2 separate regions of the Anas platyrhynchos genome follow, and region 1 is linked to region 2. A link is a contact called in public Hi-C data. All regions are on one chromosome and are shown on one strand. The core of a region is the stretch at or near the end of the contact, and the rest is flanking DNA. Distances in the headings are between cores, read along the strand shown.

Region 1 (5,409 bases), core at 2,810-5,309, 41 kb before region 2:
ACTTGGGCTTGCCCATTTTAAGTGGAAGAGCAGCAAGCAGACTGGGAAGAAAGCTAGGTCATGCAGTTTGTGCTTACTTGGAGAAACATCCTTCCTTTCCTGTTCTCCTTGAGACAAAACTTCTTCAAACAGGATGTTCAGTGGGAACTGAACTGTACATGAGATACAAGTGGAGCTTTCTAGCACTTGTTTCTTTAAGCAGATTCACACAGGTGTTCAAAGGTGTATTCATGGAAATTAAATGTATTTTACATGAATGACCATTTCATGGGAAGTCATTGGCACAATCTAAGTCACCCATATCTAGTTATTACTGAACATAGTCAACTGGAAAAACCTGTAATTTCCATCACATTTATTCCTTATTGTGTGGCAAGATGTCTTTTATTCATAACCAAACTGAAAGCCCAATTCTCTATCCCCCCAAGCTCTCTATTTTATTGTAAAGCAAATCAAGCGGCAAGACGCGAGTTGAGGTGGCTGTTACCCTGATGCTCCGTGGTCACCCTATGATGTACAGGACAGTTGAGGAGCAGCGTGTGTTCTAGGTGTTGCTGTGGGTGTCTGCTGTAGGGTTGCTGAATCATGAAATGAACACATTCTGCTAAAGAAAAAATCCTGCCCACTCTGTTTTCTTGAGTGTCTTATTTTGGGTCTTGTTCATCATAGTTTAAAATTGCACGTTCTGCATTTGTGTGCCCGTGTAGTTGAGTGTATGTGTGAAATACCTTCTGGAATACTTGCTTAAAAGATCTTAGTGTATCAAACTACAGTTGTTAGTTTTGTTAGATACGAAATTCATGAGTAGAAATATGTTCATTTTTTTCTTTGGTTATCTGGGAGAACCCAGAGTTTGAAAACAGAGGATATATACCAGGGCATGAATTTGATGTAGCTATACAGCCTCTTGAACTCTGGAGCTAAAACTAAGGGGGAAGTTGGTTGCTTTATTGTTTTTAACAAAAAATGTCTTCCTTAGTCAAGCATAAGGAGTCCTGTTTGAATTGCAAGGCAAACTGCCTTCCTAGGGATCAATAACCCTTTATTTTTCATTTAGTAATGAATCTCCTGTTTCACTAATCTTTCCCATAGATGGGGACGAATGCACCTCTAACTCTTGTGTTCCTTTTTTTTGATCAGAATGGGTACATTTCAGGTGCATTACAGGGAGGCGGGAGGCTGTCAGTTTGTAACTGAGCAAACTAAGTATGCTCAGCTGAATGGAAGCAATGCTGTCAACATGAACAAGTGGTGTAATTGAGAAAAGAGGTATCTTGAAGCTTCACAGCATTCAAGAAGTGTCAGATCATGTTCGTTTGAAATGCATGGAAATGTTCTTTTTCCCGGTGTAGACACGAGTATTATGTGTCGTCCAGGACTGGCCACCCCGGTGCTTAGCAGACCCTGAGATTCACACTTTGTTCTTGCCATCGTTGTTGAATTTCACCCTATTTGAAAGAGTCACTCAAATTGGTTTTGTAGAATTCCAGACCTTTACCTTCATCAGGATGTAGATCAGTGAGATTAAACCAAGTGCTTGTCCTTCCACCTTTAGAAGCGTTTCACCTACTTTTGGTTGTTACAAAACCCTATATACTGCTTTCAAAAAGCTTTTTTACTGGTATGTATTGCTGTAAGGACAACTGGCATTCATTATTAGGAACTCTTGACTATGAAGAAGATAGTTGAGGATGAAGTACTTCTGGTTATGAGACCATCAAGACCAGCAGAATTGTGAGAAACAGATTCCGTCATATTTTGCTGTTTCCAGCTCAACAAAGCAAGATGTGTTTCTTCCAGATCTCTGTACCCTAAAGGAAGTGTTTGAAGGACTGGGTCTCACTGCTCAGTGAGTTTGCTTTAATACCATTGGCATGACTGGAAAACTTTGTCAGATCTTGCCCTGTGGTATGATTGCTAGCATATCTGTATCTGTATTTGGTCAAAACTTCTGACTAAGAAAATGCATGATACTTTTTTTTTCCCTCTGCTTGAAAATAACACATTCTGTTAACAGTAAATGTTATGGAAACTCATAGCACTTAGCTTCTGAAAAACACCGCTATGAACAAAAATACCCTGCACTCTGCTTTAAAGATAATATTTATATTTTCTGCTGAGAGAGTAATGGGAAGGAATATCATTAGAGCTTGAGAATGTCACTACAAGTGGTGTGCATTGTCTGTCCCACCTAAGTTTTTTTTTTTTTTTTAAATGGAGTACAACCTTCAGTGAGTTCCTCTGTGTAAGGATAAATATAGCTCCAAGAGCGGTGGAAACCAGACTTGTAGGTTGGAGTGGAAGTGACTGCTGTGATGCCCTCACTAGGTGCTGTAATTTCTGCAAAAGATCTGTGCAGGGGAAGGCAAAACGTGGAACAGATTCTGCAAATGGGAAATTGTGGTGAATCGTGGGTCTATGGATATGCCGCAAAAGTCAGGCGGGGCTGTTTTCTGAATCACCAATTTGCTTTTCTAAATGTTAATTATTTTTCTTACATCTTAAGCTATATAATCTTACGACTGTTTTGTAGCAAGAGTTCAAAACTGGACTGATAAAATCAGTGTAAAAACTTCTTAGTGTTTAAACCTTGCCTCAGCTATTCCCGTAGTCTGATCAGAACTGTTCAGGCTTTGAAAATGATTAAGCAAACTTCTGTGCAAAAACAGCCCTAGAGATGGAGGTGCTCTCTATGTCACTCTTTGGATCATTTACATTTCAGTGTGAGGAGAAAATAATGCAACCACCCTTAAAAGGCCGTGTTTCCTAAGAGCAAGCTGCATCTGCACCTGCACAAATACACACGCACTTGCTGAACTCCAGGTCCTACCCCCTGCCTGGTGGTACTGAGATGGAGGAGGCACTGGGGAGGCTCTTCTCTCGGCTGTCAGTCTGTCAGACGGTGTGCGTGCCCTCAGGCTTGGGGCAGGGAGGTGAGAGGCTGCAGGAGCACTGCTTTGGTGTCCTGCATGGGTCTGGGGGCATCCAGCCCTCCCCAGCTCCGGGCAGCTGCTGTCACCATCTCATGATGACCAGCATGGAGGAGGCAAGTCTGCTTGCTCCCCAGGTACCTATTCGTGTCTGTCCCATTAAATTCCTGCCATTGCTGGGAAAGAGGTGCAGCCGTCATCATTTTCGCTTACCCTGCCAAGGACAGGCTTCGATTTCACCCTCAGTGTCTCACTGATACTTAGCTAAACCATGTCATTTTAAGCTGGTCCAAACCTTGTGAAGGATTTGGGGATCTCCAGCTGCGATCTGTGTCTTCTCATTTTTACAGGGCTGTCTGTATAAAAACTGCCTGCTGGTAAAACAAGTGCTGGGTAAGCCTGTGTTTGTCATTCCTGACCTGTGTGTCAGAAATCCCCCCTGGCTGCATGAAGAAACGATTGCTGAGCCCTTTCCGATAGAATAATCCGCGTAGCCCGCGTGCATGCAAGCACCACAGTTCATGCTTCAGACCCGCACATGGAGCTCAGCGCGAGTAGTGTGTGTGGCTGCTATGGTGATTAAAATACATAAATAAGATAGATGAGCACGGACCGTGTTAGCAGTGCCTTGCTGGCAGCCGTTCAGATGGCAGCCAGCTCCAGCCCGCGGTGCCGGGCGCGTTTCATCGCCCCAAACAGCCAAAGCAGCGGGAGCGCCGGCGGCTCCTGTGAGGGGAGGAGTTACGCCATGGCCCCTCTACCTTGTCAGCGAGCAAATTCAGCCCCGAAGTGGCAAACAAAGGGCTTTTGTGCACTTTTACAGCTCGGCGAGGGTTAGCGGCCTGCCACAGTTTTGAGCCGGGATGAGCTCGGCGCTGACCTGCCTGAGAGGGGACCGGGGGGTCGCGGGGCAGCCGGGGGAGGCTCGGTGGGGAGGTCTCGCTCCCGTTTCAGGCACGACACAGGGAATGGTTAAAAGCGGCTCCCACTTACCTGGGTCTGCGCTTTGCTCACGTGTAGGCGAGCGTTTTGGCTGCCTTAGGACGCGGCTGTCAGCGATCGGGGCCGTTTGCTCGCGGTCAGTCCCGCAGATCCAGAGGTCCCCTCCGCCGCGGTTGACATCCTCGCCTGGCCGCGGGCTCTCGCTGCCTCGGATTCCTCCTCCTTCCCCTCTCACCTTCTAACATCCTCCAACTGCAGAACTCATCCCTCTCCTGAGATGCCGAGCGGTGCACTTGCCCCAGGAACTTTCTCCAGGCAGGACCCAAATTCAAAGCCAGCCTTTCATTTTCGCGGCGGAGTGGTGAGGGCGAAGGCAGTGAGGGGAACTGGAGCGCTCGCTTCCTTTAAATCCCCACCAGAGTCTGCCGAGCGCTGAAAGCGAAGCCGCTTGTCATGGTGAGCTTCAGAGTTTAACTTCAGGGGGGAGGGAGAAAGTGGAAAGCAAACTGAATGCTGTAGTGGAGATTTCTCTCTTCCCCCACTGGGCCCCTTGCCGACTGTTTTTATTGATTTCAATCACTGGAGGCTAGCGAGCTCGCAGAAGAAACACTGTGTAATGTGTTCTTTCCTGGCTTTCATTAAAGAAACTCAATGCAGTGCGGTCACGCTGCCGAGCTCGCCTGGCAACCTGCCTACACCCTGTGGTACCTCTTTCATTGGAGGAGATGGAGCTCGTGGTTTGTTTTTTTTTTTTTTTTTTTTTTTTTTCCTCCCCTCCAGCACTGATTTCAAAACAGCTTATCCTCCGCTTCTACCTTCCGCGAGCCCAAAGCCGTTTAAAGTTGGGAAGCGACTGTCAGCACCCCGACGGGGAAGGTCGTGCTGGTGGCGGTTCAAGAGCCAAGGGCTGGGACAGCCCCGCACTCCTTTTATTAAAATTCTTCTCGGGGAGGGCTGAAGAGGGGCTGAATGTGAGCCACGGCGATGTGGATACAAATGATTCCCGAGGGTTCTTTTTTCTCCTTCTCCTTCTCGTTTCTCCCTTCCCCTGATTGGAGAACGTGGTTTAATTAAGGCTAAGAGAGTAAGCGGAGTCCTTCTGCAAATCTGTGAAAATTCCTGGCACTGTCGTCGTGCAAATGAAGCAAAACGACATTCCCCAAGCCTGCAGTAGTGCAGTTGTCTTAAATACTTCTGCTGCATTCAGGACTGTGATACTGGTGGAGAAAAATGAGAAATAAAATATGGTACTAATTTATGCTTTAGAACTTAATCTGTTACAGTATGTACTTTATAGCAGCAAACAATCTATAAAGTGGAATTCAACAAGCTAGTTTCTGTAAGTCGTATTGTTCTGTGTGCCTGTAAATCCTTTCATTTAATTTAGTAATTTGCTTAATTTCTTCTTATTATGCAGATTCTAACGTTAATACATTATGTGCTCTTCAGAACTGGATGTAAATCTATGAAACATGCAAATATCACCCAGTTGTAAATAAAGCCTGATTTCGAGCCACAAGGGCTGTACCCATTCAAA
Region 2 (6,014 bases), core at 90-2,589:
TTTTGGCATTCCCCAACAAAACCCACAAACACACCTACGTCAAAAATTTAAATAGGTTTTGAAATCAAATACTTGAAGCTCAAGAAATGCCACATGTATATAAATGGCCAGAAGAATTCTAATTCTACCTCTCCAGGCCTCCAACCTGGACACTGAATGAAAAGGGATTGTGTTAGAAAGAAACAAGCAAAAAAACCCAAAGTATGTGAGCGCATAGTTGAAGCTTGTTACCAATCATGCTTGCATGCACAGTGAGGAGGACTTACATTTCCTATTCGTTTTAGTTATTTGGATTTTTTAAGAAGGTTTGCTGATAATTGAAGTATCACATAGCCTTTTGCTGTTACAACTGACATCTGTTTTCTTCATGGTCCCATTGTATTTATAAAACCATAAGCCTTGGGACACAGGGTCTGTCACTCTCATTTGCTTATAAATAGTTAGGGCTAGCTGTGGCCCTGTGAAAATAATCATTTGTTGTTGAGCTCCTTTGGACCCAAAGAAGGATGTTGAAAGTGCGTGTTTCCCTGTACTCTTCTAGAGATATAACAGACTTTGGCAGCATCCTTTGTATCAGCCAGGCCTTCTTAAGCTCCATGAAATTGCCCAAACGTGGTACAGCGTTGCTGTGTAGAAATTTGCCAGGCAACCCACAGCTCTTATCTGTGGGGCACTTTGAGACACGAGGCTGCAGGGTCTCAGCACCCAGCACAACACCTTCCTTGGCCTCACCGCCCATTTTCAGTCCTGGGCTGTTGAGACTTGCAACCATTTTATTTGTCTACTCCTTTGTGGGCTTAATTTGACTAAACAAACTGGTTTACAAGTTCTTTTGGCATACTGAGAGCTTGAGCTGCAGCCGTGGTTTCTCTCTGGTAGCATAGATACGTGTAAATAGACTTTATGGATTTTACAGCTCGTGCTTTTTATTAGAAGCAGAAGCTCTTGCAGGATCCTGGAAATGACTGACCAGCGCCCTGATTTACCTTGTTAAACAAGATGGGTATTTCCATGAGCTGTCACAAATGCATGCCAGCAGATAGACAGGACTGCAGCGAGCCAAGAAACCAAGTATGGGCATCGAGCATACCAGAGGGCAAGAGTGACACTCAGGAATGTAACCTCCTGAAGTTCCCTGGTTAAGGCAAGATGCCACCTGGCACGACTCCTGGCTGCTGTAAGTTTAAAAATAACAAATAGCATCCCTATTACATAAGGAAATCTTTTGTCCATGTTTAATGGGGCAATTTGATAGGAGAGAAAGAATAAACATGTAGCTTCTCTGAACTCTTACTTGTGGTTAGTGCTCAGGGCCAAAACAACTGAAAATACCACGGCTGATTGTAAGCAGGCACCCGCACACAAACCGCTGGCACTGAGCAGATGAAACCGGTGAGAAATTCCAGTGTCTGAGCCTGCTCATCAGTGGCATCCCCCCCAGTTCACAGCCCTGGTGCCAGCTCAGCCCCAGGAAGGACTTCAGTGCCTTTAGTGCTGATGGAGTTACCAGAGCATAAATACCTCCGAAGTGTGTGCATAGCCAAAGCAGCCTGTAAGCCTCTGGAAGGCCACAGTGTCTCGGTCACATTCTGCTCCTTATCACCATCAAATAGATAATGAAGAAGCGGCTGAAGGTATTGTGGATGAAACTGAAACTTCTCCCAGTGGTGTAAGCTGTTTTCACCACAGGCCAGGTCAGTACGGCTGTTACGTGATAACCTTTACCAACATTTCTGGGAAGCTTCCCAGGCCTGTTGTTAGCAGATGGTCCTCACACGTCTCTTCTAGGTCCTCAGGTCTACTCACACCCTCTGTCCTCCCAGAACGGGCTGCTTCCACCACCCATCTTTTTGTGACAAAGTGCTTTCTGGTGCTCCTCACTTAAGTTAGGAGGGCAGAAGGCATTTGAGATTTAAAGGCATCAAGATATCCTATTCTGTAAGAACTGAATTATCCTTGTTTGGAAGAGGTGATGCTGTCTGATCCTCATCCCGGGCTGTGCTGACTGTTAGAGGTCCTGGAGGATGTCAGAGGTTGTTCAAGCACTTTTAAAACTGTGCTGGATGCCTAAAAAGCCTGACCCTGCATGGAGCCTCCTCCCTGTCCCATGGTGTGGTGGGCTCCTTGTACAGCTCGTGCAGAGCACACACCTCCATCACAACAACCTCAGCATGTTGTTGGGTATTTTTGTTGTTACAAAGAAGAAAAAGTTCTAAGTAATTCTGATTTCCAGTGGTTTCAATACGCTGTTCGATCTCAAAGATGGAAAACCTGCCGTGGGCAGATGGGTGCATTATGGATATGGCACAAGTTACCCTCCTTTTCTTCCTGTACAAGCTCCTAAGCAGGTTACAGCTTACTTTAACTGGTGGGTGGAAATGTTCAGCTGACTGAATTAGCAAAGAAGATGAGGAGGAAAATGGTTTGTCAAAGTTAGAAAATGCAGAAGTTAGCTTTTAGTTCCAAACAGGATGGCTATTTTCCAAACAGGCCAGATTTCCTCTTGTCCTCTTCAGGGCAAGATGAAATGGCCTCAAGCTGTGCCAGGGGAGTTTTAGGGTGGATACTAGGAAAAATTTCTTCACTGAACGGGTTGTGAGGCATTGGATCAGGCTGCCCAGGGACATGGTTGAGTCACTGTCCCTGCAGGTATTCAAAAGACGTGTCCCTAGCACCACGCCTAGGGACATGTCATAGTGCTAGGTTAGCGGTTGGACTTGATGATCTTAGAGGTCTTTTCCAACCTAAAGGATTCTGCGATTCTATGATACAGCTACTTGGGGTCTGAGTGTGTGATATTCAAATAAAACTCCTTCAAAAATGATCACCTGTGCAGCAATTTGGCATGAAGTAGCTCTCGGTGCTTTATTATGTCATATTTTCTTCTGCATAGCCAAGGCTGCAGACTGCAGAGCACAGTCTGCGTGAGGAAAACCACAGCAAACTTGCCAATTGTTTCCAGAGATTGGTTCAAACTTAGAAAATATTCATTGGTGCTCTCAAATAAAATCAGGGGTTCCCCTTTTGTTTTCTGAATCCCTTTTTATATTATTTCAGCTGTCTTTGGACAAAGAAAGGATAAAAAAATAACCACAGAGAGATCAGGAGTACATCTTTGACATTGTTTAATAAGAAAACAGTGACTTTTGTTGATTTATTCAGTTAATGCAGAGCAGGCAGTCTCAGTCTTTGTTAGTTTTTTGTGTGTGTGTGTGTCCCAGTGGAAGACGAACACATGGCAGGTGAGTGTGGGTTTGTGTTTTTCCCAACACAAGTGGTATAGATGGTTGCTTCTCCAAGGGAAGAATGAAGGGAATGTGACCAATGCAGTCCTTCTGCAAACAGCACAGCTTATGTGTGTGCTTTTCTGCTCCGCCTGTGCTGATGCTCCCCTTCCTGTTAACAGAACGGTGTTTCACTCAGCAGAGTGGATCAGTCAACCTTGATTTGCATCACTGCTCTGGCAGTGGGGCTCGTGTACCTTGTAAAACTGCTTTAATAGTCAAATTAAACTTTTGACCTGCCGTACAGCTACAAGCCACTGGTGTTGGGAGCCCTGTGCAGGAGTGCTTCAGAGGATGCTCTGCGGACCCCGGCAGCAGTCCTGGTGTGGGCAGCTGAGCTCAGGTAATGGAGAACACGACCTTTTGCTTCACATACATTAAACGGGAAGCAAATTTCACTGTAAGGTTACACTTTGTGAATGATGATTGAAAATGGCAACTGCAGCATGCATGCCTTGATGCCATAGAAATTGCTGATGCCTGGTTTGTTGTTTTTTTAGAGAGCTGAAAGATATTTGCAGTTCAGCCAGTGTCAGGGAGATTATCATCAGTCCTGTGGAACATTTTGCTGCAGAGATTTGAAAATGACAAGGTACCATGTTGTGCTGCTGCAGCCGTACAGATTAAAATGCGCTGTAACTTTTCAGTTTGTTTGTTTTTTTTATATTTGAAAATGATAAAATAATTGTCTCAGAGGAAGGAAAACAGATGTCTCAGCTGGCTTATCTAGAAAACACTGCCATATCTCTTAGGCACGACCTTCACCCAGGTCATCTTATCTTTCTTGCAACTCAACTAGATCATTATAATGGGCACCAACTTGACATTCTCTTGAAATGGATTGAAATGCCCAAGCCGTTTTGTGGATAGAAGAAAGTAAAATGCCTGTAGTCCTGTTCTGATTGTCAGGTTGCTCAGGCTATAATTCAAGTCATTAGGCTTAGTATATAAAGCCCCTCATAATCCAAGTCTTAAGAATCTGAAAGGTCACTTGTGGTCCAGTAATCCTGAATAGTAAATGTGAAGAGTGAGTGGTGACTGTTTTGATCCTAAACCACCTCTTAAAATAAATGCTGGTCTCTGCCCCCAAAGCATATGCATGTTATTTCAGAATGGTCCAAGAGGCCTTGTAAAGAATAAGCAGCTTGACTGTCAAGCAGTATCTTTGCAGAGCAGCCCAGAAATGGTGTTTGGTAACTGGCAGTGCAGGATGATGGCATGGAAGGGGCCCTGGGGTAGTTCTGGGGGACAAAAGGACAAGTGGCAAGCAGGCAGAGCTCTGGGACATGGGCATGGGCTGATATGTAATTTACGGGTTGATTCCATGTGGTATTGCAATTTGGGAGCCCAGTCCTTCACCTAGCTCCTTGGCTGGGAATGCTGGGCCATTTATGGGACCACTTGTCATGCTCCCCAACCCCATACCCAACACTCCTTTTCAGCCACATTTTTGTGCTGAGGGTGTTTTGAAGCCTGCTGGGAGGAGGGCTGGGTGACTTGGTTTTCCCTATTTAATAAAGCCTTGCCATTCAATTTATTCAGTATTTGGAGTGAGTTCATGTTGTATTTATTCAGTGATACTCTGGATGTGGTTATTTTTGTGCCCTAAAGGGCCTACTTTTCTATTACATATTAATATGTAACTTCTATTAGCATTAAGGCATGGTGTATGCATAAAGGGGCACTGAATAGCTAGACTGTACTGAAATACCTGTGACCCCTTGGCCTTTCCATATAAAATGATTTTTAGTACTTTGTCCTTGCCGTGTTTCATCAGAGGATCCTGCCACACAACGCATAGCTGGGGAGGTCTGATCATCCCTTTATTACAGAAGGGAACAGCGGAGGGAAAGAGATTAAAAGATTTGCCAGCAACACAGAGCAATCAGTGGCTGTGCTGAAAATAGAAACCACGCTCCTGGTTTCCATTCCCCAAACCTGGCCTCTAGACAACACCGCTATATTAAAAATGTAAATGCAGATATAGAAAAATATTTCCTTTTTCAAACCTTCCCCGCTAACGTTTTGTCCTTTTGACTCCGTGCTTCTCAGGATAAGCTGGTACCTGGCACCCGGATCAAAGGGTCAGCAACCAGATGGGCTGCGCATACTGAATATAGCCCAGGAAACTGGACAGAACCACCAAAACCTCAGTGACCAAGCAGCTCATGGCCAAAGGTGGGAGGAGGCTTATGTCTATTTTGAGACAGAAAAGTATTCAGTAGCTGCAGGCTACTATTCAAAATACTCTGATTACTGTGTTTAAGGAAGACAAAAGTGATGCTGTTGTGATACCCAGTCAATCGGCCTTTGTATTTTAGAAAATATTCTCTCTTACAGTGTACCGCAGATATGAAGCTAGCATTTTAAGAACATGCTGGCATTTTAACTGTTAGGTATTAAATTTGCAGTTGATGAGTAAATCAAACACAACTGAGGTTGGAAATACGTAACTAGAATGGAGCAGTGAACTGAGTCGCACTGAGGAGCTGCGCAGCTGTGGGACCTCTTGCTCTTCAACCCAGAGATGCTGGCAATACCATTAATGGTCTCATTCCTTTGGGTTTGTCCCAGCCTTATTTCTGTTCCCATATTGTTCCTCTATGCTGTAAACAGGCGTGATGATCAAAAAATAAAAATAGCATGTGGATGCAACCCAACAAACAGCCAGAGTAAACTTCATGGGAGAAACTGAATTTAGAAATGCAGCACTGAGTCATGCCAAATAGA

Evidence for each region. Hi-C and Micro-C count contacts between places; a contact is called where the count stands out from the background.
Region 1: a Hi-C map of skeletal muscle shows a contact between it and region 2, with 1.8 times the contacts expected there. The contact joins the promoter of GPR146 here to the enhancer-like site in region 2. A contact is called at or near these places in 4 of 8 Hi-C or Micro-C datasets (liver, skeletal muscle and subcutaneous adipose tissue).

Annotation. Positions count from the first base shown.
Region 1 is chr15:14,278,658-14,284,066 of IASCAAS_PekinDuck_T2T, reverse strand. GPR146 (G protein-coupled receptor 146) reads right to left here and starts at 4,059. Exons shown (of 3, transcript XM_005020082.5): 1 at 3,924-4,059. The region is part of intron 2 of CHLSN (cholesin); the gene reads left to right.
Region 2 is chr15:14,234,771-14,240,784 of IASCAAS_PekinDuck_T2T, reverse strand. No RefSeq gene overlaps it. Among named protein-coding and RNA genes, the nearest start is that of CYP2W1, 9.2 kb to the right of the region's middle. Within about 2 kb of position 1,339, at least 3 of the 8 cell types and tissues checked have an H3K27ac peak or open chromatin away from gene starts, as enhancers often do.